Linked DNA regions of Mus musculus: region 1 is linked to region 2. The links are chromatin contacts, called in public promoter capture Hi-C maps. All regions are on one chromosome and are shown on one strand. The core of a region is the stretch at or near the end of the contact, and the rest is flanking DNA. Distances in the headings are between cores, read along the strand shown.

Region 1 (5,993 bases), core at 678-3,177, 160 kb after region 2:
AAGGAGAAAGGGTAGGGTAGTGGAACTTTGGAACTTTGGACTTTGGAGTATAAAGGGATGCTCTACTGGGTCAGCCCTGCCCCTGGCTTGCTCTGCAATGCCAGCTGGATGCTGGCCCGTCCTCTGAGAGTCTATTGGGAGTTTTGTCAGTGGGCTGCGTTGTACCAGAGATGTGGGCATCATCTCTGCACACAAAAGCCAGTTAGAGGCTGGTGAGATGGCTCATCAGAGCAAGGTGCTTGTCTGCTGACAAGCTAGACTCTTGAGACCTACATAGAAGAAGAAGAGACCGTCCCTGCAGGTTGTCCTCTGACCTCTACACATGTACACACATGAACACACAAACATAAATAAAACAAACAAAATGTAAAAAAAAAAAACCACATTAACACTTCAGTTGACTCTCTTGCTGGACCGTCATGATACAAACTTGATAGGGGGAAAAGAAACCCTTTGTTGTCGTTGTTGGTGTGTCCTTAAAAACAGAGGTGGGTTCACTGACTCTTGAGGTGAGGGTGACCAAGATGGCCTGGCCTTAGCATGCCGCTCATGCACACATTAAGTGGGAACCAGCACCCATCGAGTACCTGCTGTGTTCCCAGGACTCTGCAGGGTGATTGCTCTGTGGCCTTTGGCCTCTCTGGGTTGGCACTGCCTGGCCTGGAAATACTGTTAAACCAGAGGAGAATCAAGAGGAAAAAAGATCAGATCCACAGTTGCCTATTTAAAGCAAGTTGTATTTTGGGGTGCATCTGGGACTGGTCAGCCTGGTCTTACCTTAAGTGGGGATTTGGGAGAGACGCCTCTGCTGGCTTCTTGAAGTCCTTTTTATAGGAGGGATAAAGCATTCACAGGGGCGGGAGAGTCGGCTTGATACATTGTTACAAAGATACAATGAAAGGGAAGGAACAGGGTAAGGATATTATACATCTTGTCCCCAGTTTAGTGTAGGCTGAAAAACATGTTTTGCACTTTACATCGGATCCAAGAAAAAGGCACTTATTCTTAGTTGCAAATAGAAACTTTAACTCAGAATGACCTACCACAGGACAAGAAGGAACTTGTTAACGGTCCTAAGAGCAAAGAGAACCTTAGCCTGCAAGGTGTGTTGTTCTTGGTTTGGTCTCTCAGTACCACCCTTGGGGTTGTTTTGGGAATGAAATGAGATCAGATACAGGCGAACCGTATCTTGTTGCTACCAAGGCAGCAACTACACGTGCTGTGTAGTGTTCACACCTACATGGTTTTAATCCATCCCCAGTCCTCCCAGAATATTCCTCCAACTCCAGTTTACTTTCCCCAGCTACCTTATTTGTGGATTAAGGGCATTTGAAGATTTATTTATTTTATGTCTATGAATACACTGTCGCTATCTTCAGATGCACCAGAAGAGGGCGCCAGATACCATTACAGATGGTTGTGGGCCACCTTGTGGTTGCTGGGAATTGAATTCAGGACCTCTGGGAGAGTAGTCAGTGCTCTTAACCGCTAAGGCATCTCTCCAGCTCTAAGGACATTTAAAAGAGAGTATTATGTCAATTTGGGGTGTGTGTGTGTGTGTGTGTGTGTGTGTGTGTGTGTGAGAGAGAGAGAGAGAGAGAGAGAGAGAGAGAGAGAGAGAGAGAGAATGCTAGAGAGAGAGAGAGAGAGAGTAAGAAGGGGGAGCGAGGGAGCGAGCACACATACACTTTTGGTCAGAGGACAACTTGAAGAGCTGATCCTCTCCTACCATGAGGAGTCCAAGGATCAAACTCAGCTCTCCAGGTTTGGCTGTAAGCACCATCACCTGCTGAGGGAGCTTTCAAACCGAAGCCTGGTGTTCTTGCTCCCAATTTCTGGATGAGGGACCCACAAAGGAACAGGCTCTGGCTGTCCCTTTCCGATTCTAGTGAGAGACTGGCCAGATGGCACATTTGTCGGCGTGGAACAGGCGAGGCATGAAATCTCTGGAAGTAAAGAGGTTACGCAAGGCTGTTTGGGGGAAAGCATGAGCCGAGAAGTGAGCTCTCAGGAGGCAGTTTAGAAAGAACCCAGGCTTTCTCTGCCGATGTGTTTATTGGTGGAGGGTAAGAGAGAGAAAGGAGCCCCTGCCCGTGTGGGTGGATGTGATCAAGTGCGACAGGAGTGTATGAGATAGGGGTGTCGGAGAGCCACTTGTTCTGAGGTGGGGGCTAGTTTTCAATTCTCCACTCTGCCACTTCTCCAGGAAGCAGGGGCTTGCAGGAAGTCAGATTTGGGAACATGTCACATCTCCTTTCTCTCCTAGTCAAGAAATCTATTTATTTAATTAAATTTCCGATGGGTTTCTGCTCCCCTCCCCCCCCTCTGCCCTGCAGCTAATTTTTGCTTCTGTTTTCTTTCTTTCTCTAGACATCGGTTAGGCCAGAACGCATCAACAGAAGTGACAGCATCAATAATAGGAATAATAGAAATGGTAATGCCCAAACAGTGCCCTGTCTTCTGGAATCTTCTGTTGGTGGCTGGTCACCTTGTCTCTTTAGATGAATCTGTTGCTCACTTTGGGTTAAATTTTGTTCTGCCCGTGGCTGCTTTAAGGGCCAGAGGGGTCTCTCTCTCTCTCTCTCTCTCTCTCTCTCTCTCTCCTCTTTCATCTATGTCTGCAGGAAAATAGAGGAGTCTTTGCTAACAATGAGGCTGTCTGCTTCATGTCTCATGTACTGAATAGTCTAATTCAGGGTCCAGGAAACTATACCAAATCTGGCCCACCATTTGCATCTTAAATAAAGTTTTATTTAAACATAGCCACACCCACTTATTTACATATTGTTTACCTCTGCTTTCTGCTGTAATGGCAAGACTCAGTGGTTACAACAAATATATTCTATCCTGCCCTTTACAGAAAAGATTTTCAGAGTTCCCCAGCCCTTGACTGGTTATTTCTGTGGTTTCCTGACTGATTCTGACACGAGTGTTTGTGAACAAGTGGATTCAAGTTGCTTTTGTGGTTGTGGATCATTCATTGTACCAAGCCAGTGTTAGATCCAAGGGACTTAGGGAATGATTCTTATCTTTGGGGACAATTGTGACACAGTAAGGTACAGAGCAAGAGTCAGCTGCAGAGGTGACTGGACAGATGAAACAGGAAAATTTGGGGGGCTGAGGAAGTATGGGGAATTGTGGAGCAGAGGACATTGAAGATGGATATAAAGACAATGGTACCTGATGGTTGTGGAATCCTGACCTCCTGGGTACAGGAGAAGCTGTCAGTGGGCTGTGGGGATGAGGCAAAGTGAGACCCGAAGAGATGGGAATGGGACAAACCTGGACAAGGGCTTGGGGGAGGAAAAGAGAGGGTGAGGTTAGTCAGAAAGGGGAGAGATGGGGTCGGGGGTGGGGTTCTAAGGAAGACAATGACAACTTCTGTGTCTTCATTTTCAATGGTGACTGATTCCAAGCGGGAGCAGAGTGTGGTTGACTTGGTTCATCAGTCCTGAGGGGAAGCCAAGGTTACCCTGTTTGCAGGTGGTGTTAGAGCAGGCTATGTCCCTCAGGACCTAGTTCAGTGGTTCTCAACCTTCTTAGCACTGTGACCCTTTAACACAGTTCTGCATGCGGTGGTGACCCACAGCCATAAAATTCTTTCACTGCTACTTCATAACTGCAATTTTGCTACTGTTATGAATCGTAATATAAATATCTGATATGCAGGATATCTGATATGTGACCCCTGTGAAAGGTTATCCAACCTCCAAAGGGGTCGTAACCTATAGAGGTTGAGAACCGCTGACCCAGAGACTGACTTTGTACTTTTAGAAGTGACCACGGAAATGTCAGCTCTCCCGGGCATAGTTTCTGTTTTACAGAGGTATGCCAAGGACATTTGGGTAGAAAGACAGAGAGGGAATCTGGTGTTTTCCACAAGGACTTGACAAGTTCCGCAGGGGACAGGCAGGGGCTTTGGATTCTGGGTGTTCTTTGGAAACTTGTGGTCAGAGCTGGAGAAGTAGGAAGCAGGGTGTGCCGTCCAAGAGTTTGGGGTGAGGCTTGCTCAGTGCTGTTCTGGGCCGGGCCCTGCACACTGTCCACACTCCTGGGATTGAGATGGCGGTGGTCAGAGCCCCTGATTGTCTGGTTCTCACTGGTACTCTCTAAAGTGTGGATAACATGCTTGAGCTGTGACCACAGAGCAGAGGCAGAGGGTCACACTTAAGTCTAACATAGGAGGTACTAAAGATCATCATGGACATTGGTCAACTGAGCTTTGAAAGTTGTTTTGTTACCAGCTGGGTCATCCTGGGGAGAGTTACTTAGCCTCTCTGGGCCTTTGGCTCTTCTTTTACAAAAGGACAGTTCTTCAACTCACACATAGAATCTTTGAATGTAATGTGTAGACAAAGATGACCCGGAGCTTCTGATCCACTGGTGTCCACCTCCCAATTGCTGGAATTACAGCATGAGCCTCCCCTCCCCATACCTGATTTGTGCAGTGCTGGGAGTCAACTTCATGGCTTCATGCCTGCTAGACAAACACTCTACCCATGGGGCTGCTCCTTAAGCCCCCACAGAGGTTTTGTTTGCTTGTTTGTTTTCTGTTTGGTTCTTGTTTGTTACTTTTTTGAGAGTCTCCTGAAGCCCAAACAGTATATGTGTGCACAAATATGTGCAAATGCACATGCAGGTATGCACAAACATGTGCTTAACTGTGTGGCAAGTGTGTACACAAACACATGCACACGCACACACACAAGTGTGTGCACAAGTGTGGACATGCCCATGGAGACCAGAAGCTAATGTTGTGCATCTTCTTCAGTCACTCTCTCTCCTTATATGGAAGGAGAGCATCAATCTGAACCTAGAGCCGGCTGGTTGGCCTGTCCAGCTAGCTGGCTTCCTCTGGGTATCTTCTGTCTCTGTCTCCCCAGAGCTGAGCTTACGGCTGGGCTCCCACGCTCCCACAGTATTTACACTTGTGTTGGGAGCCAAACTCTGGTCCTCATCTGTGTGTGTAAGCCTTGTCCCTGCTGAGTTATCTCTCCAGACCCATTCACGGGTCTCTGACAAGGCAGTAAGCAAGGCAGGGACAACGAGGAAGCTACGTGTTCAAGGATATGTTAGACAGAAGTAGACAGCCTCATTCTGCTCCCTACTTGGTGCCTGGTACCCCATGGCGGTGGTCCAACTTACTTTCCAAGGTGACGTCACATGGCTGTCTTTATGTTCATGTAACAGAAAAGAAACTGGAGGCAAGGGTCTGAATTGCCAGGGGCAGCTAGTCAGCAGCTGGTCAGTATCAGGGCCAGGTGGCCGAGACTCTAGTGTCTGGACCTGAAACTCTGACCTAGGCAGTGATGCTGGTGAGACCCAGACTCCAGGTACATGTGCAGAGATGACCACAGGTTGCAAAGAGGATATATCTGCAGTGGCCTGGTGCCTGTGCACAAGGTACAGCAGGCTCTTTTTAATCTTTTAAAAGTTCAACTCTGTGTGCGTCTCCCTCCCCCCCACCCCCGCCCCAACCCCATCTTCTTTTTTAATGGCTTGTTTAATAGGAGGAGAGTCTGGGGTCCCTAAGATCAGCTTTGCAATAGGCAGCGAGTCCCCGGAGGATGGTGCCTTGGGCTTCGGGAACTGTGTGACCATGAGTGTGTTTTGAACAAGCCCTTGCTAAATGCTAATATGCCTCTGTCAGTCTTCGCTTCTTGAGAGTCACCCCGTGGGCTTCTTGTCTCTGTCACTTGTCATTTTCTGGATATTTAGAAAGCCAGGGGCTTGATCTCTTCCCTAAGAAGCAGTTTGTGTTAGAAGTGGGCTTGTGATCTTGTTGCCTACGTGAGTGTTTTTCTTGTCTCCCTTAGTTTTTAGAAAAATCTTCCTTTTCCCTTTTCCAGTGTCTGGCAGCCTGGCCCTGCCTGGATTATCTAAGATGGTCTAATGGCTGACATCAGCCCCCAGGGATAGGACACTGTCTGGCTCTAGCTGAGATTCAGGAAAGGGTTGTGTGGGTTTTGCAGTTTCAAAGGCTTTGTGGCTCC
Region 2 (5,951 bases), core at 1,110-3,609:
CCAGAGAGCAGTGAGAAGATTGCCTGGTAGGCCCGGCAACAGGTGCTGCTGGAGAGATTCAAGAAGTAGCCACGGGGCTGGAAAGGAAGGTTAGCGGAGGCTTTCGGAGACAGACTTGATGGGACTTGACTGTGAATTTGGTCTGGGCAGAGAAAGAAACAAGGGCTGAGCCTTTTATTTTGTGTAGAGCGTCATCCGTGCCATGCCATTGTTATCAGAGGAGAGGGCAATGTGTGTGTGGGAGGAAGTGAGTCAGGTGCAAGTGTGCCAGAGGGACACAGTTTTCCCAGCCTTATCATGTTGACACGAGGCCAGAACATGTTCATATCCACAAAGTAATGCTCATGCAGACATGTGTTTGCACATCTCTGGCAGGAGCCATGTGAGTCTATAAATACACACACACACATACACACACACACACACACACACATATACATACAGCAGTTTAGGCTTAATGGATTAAAACCTATATCTCCATTTTTTTCTTTATAAAGCCAAGATGTGATGTACTCAGATACTAATTGAAATCTTAATTTCTAGCAACATGTCTTATGAAATATGGTGTATCTGTTGGTTCGGTGAGATCACTCAGTGGGTTTTCAAAGCACTTGCCACAAAAATTGGTTTAGTCCTTCAAGCTCGTGGTAGACGGAGAGAAGCGGCTCCTGGCAACTGTTCCCAGTCCTCTTCCTACACATGCCCTGTGGCATTTGCTTCTGCCACCCATACACAGTCATGCAAATCCTTAAAGAGACACATCCAATTTCCTATTATATACATGGTAGAAAACATGTGCTTCATGTGTGAGTCATTACCTTCTGTTTCACCAGGATCATGCTAACCTTGGATTGCATGGATTATGTGACAGGTTATTTATTTTCCAGCCAGTGAAATGAGCCAGTTCAAGCCAGATTAGATTATATTAAAGGAAGGTTTATTGGGAAGCTGCCCTCCAGTGGGCGAGTTCACTGGCCCCAAGGATTGAGGGTGAGGGAGAAGAGAGAGACAGAGACACCCCAAAATGTCTGGATTATATAGAGAAGGGCAGTAATGATCTAGGGGAAGGGCAGTCAGGCTCCTGGGCTATCAAGTTCAAGGTTGGGGGCAGGGTATGCCAGGTGGGGGCTGAGGGAACTTAGGACAACCTGGAGGCCAGGTCTGCTTTGATACATAAGACATGCATCTCAGTGCCTTGTTCTGGGGGTGGGAAACCACACATTTCGTGCACCTAGAAAGGATGCTTGCTGTGCCTCTAATGAGGAAAAGTTTCTCGTCCTGAGGTATATGCCGATTTCTTTGAGGCCCAAATGTAAGAACTTACATAAAAGCAGGCTGGGAAATATAGGAAATATAGCTTGTTTAAATCATTTTCTGAGGAGTCTTGGAGAGGTAACTCAGTTAAGAGCATTGGTTGCTCTCTTAGAGGACTTGGGTTCAATTGCCAGGACCCGTGTGGTGGCTTAAGTTCCAGAGGATCTAACTCCCTTTTCTTGACTTTATGGACACTATGCATACGGTACCAATGTACATGCTGGCAAAACCTCATACACATAACATAACTTTTAAAAACCACATTATTATCCCAGAGAGCGTTAAATCCCAGAACTACTGGAGTGGGTTGTGCACAAACGGTTGAGACCCCTCGTTCTTCAGGCTCTGACTTAGAAGTTGGCCATGGCGTTTAGAGGACCTGTGGTTGGGTTGAACAAACACTGCCTACTCCTAGGAGATAGATGGAGCTTTCAAGAGAGGGAGGTGTAGTCATCTTGGTGGTGCGGAAAATGCTGAAGTGTCAGCCTACAATAGGTTTGGGCTTCTTTCCTTTTGATAGTAGGAAGTTGGGGTGCTGCCTGTCAGTAGACATAAGTGCAATTCTTAGAAAACGAACTGGACGTGATTGAAAAAAGGGGCTTGGGCTTTGCAGGGCAATGACCTAGGAGGTGGCTTGCTGGAGGGCTTAGTGCTGGGGTGTGGCTGCAGACCGGGCTCAGGCAGCTGGGAGCCTTGGGATATATTGGCTGTGTTTTCAGCTTTGGCAGGGTCCCTGGGGATACAAGAATGGCTTAGTAGTCACTTAGATCAGGTTAAGCCAGGGCTAAGGGGACTGTGTGAAGAAGGAAGTAGAGCCAGTAAGAGTGTTCTAGAAGGAAGTGATGAGGGATCTGGGCGTGAGAAGGAACCCTCAAACTGAAGGCACCAGGTACCTTAAGAGCATTCATTGGGGACACAGTTGCTTCTCACTTTCTTCCTGCTTTGGCGTTCACAGGAAAAGGAGACTTCATTCACCAAGTCCTCACCACAGCAAGGTAGCTCTGAGTCACACAATGGGAGGGTTGCCGCTGAGTAACCACCCTGGAATGTAGCCTGTGGCTACCGTTACTGCCCTCCTCTCTCCCTCGGTCTTGGGCAGACAGCAGCTTCCCCAGTCTGGCGGTCACCTGTGTTCTGAAGTATGATCTCTCCTTCCCCAGAGGAGCCGCTGCTGCTGGCTGAACTCAAGCCTGGGCGCCCCCACCAGTTCGACTGGAAGTCAAGCTGTGAGACCTGGAGCGTGGCCTTCTCGCCAGACGGTTCCTGGTTCGCCTGGTCTCAAGGACACTGCGTGGTCAAGCTGGTCCCCTGGCCCTTAGAGGAACAGTTGTAAGTCTTTCTACCATGGGGAACGTAGGAGGCCCGTGGCAGGGAGCTGGGCACTTTCCCAGGCTGCTCCCTACTCTTTGGGAGTCTTTTCCAAGATTAGGTGGGCAAAGTCTGAACAGCTGAGGGCTTGCTCGTGAGGACCGAGCACCCCACAGTCTGGACACAGGGAACCGGGTCTGTAGAGAGTGTGTTGGCCTGAATCTTTGAACAGCTTTATTGAGCTAGAAGTGATACCCCATACAGGTTGTCCACGTGAAATATATAGCACTAGCTGTGCTCGGTGATCCTGTAATCAGTACTAGGGAGCTGGAGGCAAGAGGACCACCAGGTGGAGGAGAGCCTGCACTAGGTGTAACTCCACCTCAAAGAAAATCTACAGAGCTGTGCACCTGCTACCAGAATCCGTTCTCGAGCACTGTCACTTCCTCAGAGAGACACCTGTCTCCATTGTCCTCCATGGCTTTGACCTGGCAACTACTGTGTTTTGTGCCCTCACTGTGGGCTCACCTGTCAAGGGCTTTTTACTTGGATGTTTCTGCATGGGACTCTCTCAACACAGCTACAAATAGTGCCTGGCTCTGTGTGTGTGTGTGTGTGTGTGTGTGTGTGTGTGTGTGTGTGTGTGTGTGTGTGTGTGTGTGTGCACGTGTGTACACGTGTGCGTGCGCTCACCACCGTTCACTTCTGTTTCCTGCGCAGTGACATTGTACTGGTGTGAGATGCCAGACTCAATTGACAGGTTTTTTTATTTTATTTTCTCTGCTCTGAATGTTTTTGGACACATCTGCGGAGGCGTGTGCGTCCAGTGTTGGACTGAGGGAGTGGAGGCTGTTTGTCACAGTGGTGGTACAGTTCTCTGTGACCTAGTTCTTCAGATTTGAAATTGGAGGCTTCCTTGAGACACTGGACACTGGTGGTCACTGTGTTCCTGCCTGGCTCTCCTGGTGTGAGGTGGAGTCTGATTTGCATTTCCTTCCTGCTACCTTCGGAGCCTTTTCCTGTGCTAATGGATCTCTGAGTCCTTCCTTCAGGGAATTCTTCCTCCTCCTCCGATCTCTGGCCATTTTCTAACTGGGTCTTTGTTTCCTTTCTGTTTGTTTTTTTTCCCCTTGGTTTTCTAACCTAGTTTGTAGTTTGCTGTGGTGCCAGTGTTTCTCCTGGTTGATGTGTCTTCCTTCTGTTCTGAGTTATTTATTTATTCAGTTGAGTCTGGATTGATCGATTGATTGAGCCTGTCTGCATGTAGTCATTGTACATTGTCTTCAGTTGGCACTGAACAGAGGCAGAGAACACAGAAGTACATCAGACTTGTTCTGGAGGCTCCTGGCATCTCTCCTCCGTGATGCTTAGGTACAGTTCGTGGGGAGCTGTTGCCTTGATACTGGTAATGCCACCAAGAGTCCTGCTTGTCCTGGGACAGCCCCACACTGCTGGGGAGGAAGGTATGAGTTACACAGTCCCTATTTCCTGGAACCTAACTCCCTCGAATCCTTGGACTGTCCAAAGTGGGGGTGGGGGCTCTGAGGTGACTGGTGGTGGGCTGCCTCCTGAGTGGCTTCACCCTGACAAGTGAGTTGGGTGAGGTTCTTCTATAACAGGAAGGGAAGGGCAGCGTCACTCACTATGGATGTGGTACATTTCCTAACTAGAGCCAGAGATTCTTTGTATCTGGGTTTGAGTCTAGGTTTGGCTTATTGTCTGAAAAGTCTTTTTGTTGTTGTTGTTGTTATTTTCCTCTAGAGTACTCTTACTCTCAATTACCTACATCATTGCAGGCAAGTACAGCCTTCTCTTTATAATCAGTAAAACTGGGAAGGGCTGTTGGAATGTTAGGGTTTTTTTCTGTGTCATTCACCAAAACAAGAAATGTATTCACTAGTGTGTTAAATGGGAAATCACTGGTCTGGGGAGGTAGCGCGGGTATTGAAGAATGATAGTCTGGTGTAGTGCAAGCAGATGACTTGTTTTCAAAGCATCTAGGCATGGCAGTGCCCCTGTCACTACAGCTGCTGGTGAGGCTGAGGCAGGGAGTAGCCCGAGCCACTGAGCCAGGCCCTGGGATAGGCTGCAGCTTAGCTCAGCGTGAGGGCCTCCTTCCTGAGCGTGTGAGTCTCTGGGTTCCATCCCTACTGAAAACAGTACAAACAGAAAAAGAAGCCACACCGCTGCGTGCGATCACGGCTGCTGTGTGCATGTATTATAGGTGCCGTATTACACGAGAGAGGCATGTACAGTAGAGCAGTATGTGACATGACCCATGGGACTGTCTCAGAAGCGAGTACACAGCTGTTCCTAGTGACTTGTTTACTGTGGTTAAAGTCTGGTTGGACAGTGAGGTATTCTGTCCTGTGCTGGACCTTGGACCAGGCCTCTGTGTAAGTGCCCTGTCACACAGCTATGGCCCCAGGCTGCATAGTTTGCATGTTTATTTAAACTTTCATATTTATTTAAAGCTATGCGTATTTATTTCTGGATCTCCTGTTGTGTCTTGCATTTCATAAGTTATTGGTACTGCCACCATCATATTCTTGCTAGGGGTATCTGACCTTGTCTGCTTGTTTATTCTTGTATTGGTACGACAGGTGACCCAACCTTGGACCTTGCCTGAGTGATAAAGGTACTCTGTAACTGAGCTACAGCCCAGAATAGTTACGCATTTGGTTTTCCGAGACAGGGTTTCTCGGTGTGGCCCTCATTGTCCTGGAACTTGGTAGATAGACCAGGCTGGCGTCAGACTCCCAGAGATCCAAGTGCTGGGATTAAAGATGTGAGCCCACACACCCAGCATTTTAATCCTATTAGCCAGGCATGGTAAAGCACACACACCTTTAGTGGGAACACTCAGTAAGTAGGCAGAGGCAGAGGTGGTCTACAGAGCAAGTTCCATGATAGCTAGAGTTACACAACAGAGGGTCCTGTTCCCACCCCGTTCTATTAGCAAATGCATCTGTTAGGGCAAGGTACCTGCCATTCACCCACAGTCATGCACACGACTTTCAAGAATAAAGATCTGAATACCAAAAAAAAAAAAAAAAAAAAAAAAAAAAGACGCGCACGTGCATGCACCTGCACAAGTATGAAAGGCACAGGACAACTGCAGGTGTGCCCTCTCTTCCCACCTTCTGCGTCCCAGGCATCGAGCTTGGGCTGTCACCATGACAGCAAGCTCCTGAGCTGCCAAGCCATTGCATCTGCCCTCGACTTGAGAAACTTTAACTCAAGTGAAGTCAGTTTCTGCTAGAGCACTGGTTCTCAACCTTCCTGATGCTGCAACCCTTTAATACAGCTCCTCATGGCGTGGTGACACC

What was found. Capture Hi-C pulls out chosen DNA fragments and counts their contacts.
Region 1: a promoter capture Hi-C map of pancreatic islet shows a contact between it and region 2. The contact joins two enhancer-like sites. A contact is called at or near these places in 2 of 9 other capture datasets (adipose tissue and pancreatic islet).

Annotation. Positions count from the first base shown.
Region 1 is chr5:117,521,279-117,527,271 of GRCm38.p6, forward strand. The region is part of intron 3 of Ksr2 (kinase suppressor of ras 2); the gene reads left to right. Among named protein-coding and RNA genes, the nearest start is that of Gm42013, 40 kb to the left of the region's middle. Within about 2 kb of position 1,928, at least 7 of the 459 cell types and tissues checked have an H3K27ac peak or open chromatin away from gene starts, as enhancers often do. A contact at or near this core is called in pancreatic islet, where this site is marked.
Region 2 is chr5:117,361,117-117,367,067 of GRCm38.p6, forward strand. It overlaps Wsb2 (WD repeat and SOCS box-containing 2), which reads left to right. Exons shown (of 9, transcript NM_021539.5): 2 at 2,475-2,643. Among named protein-coding and RNA genes, the nearest start is that of Wsb2, 6.8 kb to the left of the region's middle. Within about 2 kb of position 2,360, at least 182 of the 459 cell types and tissues checked have an H3K27ac peak or open chromatin away from gene starts, as enhancers often do. A contact at or near this core is called in pancreatic islet, where this site is marked.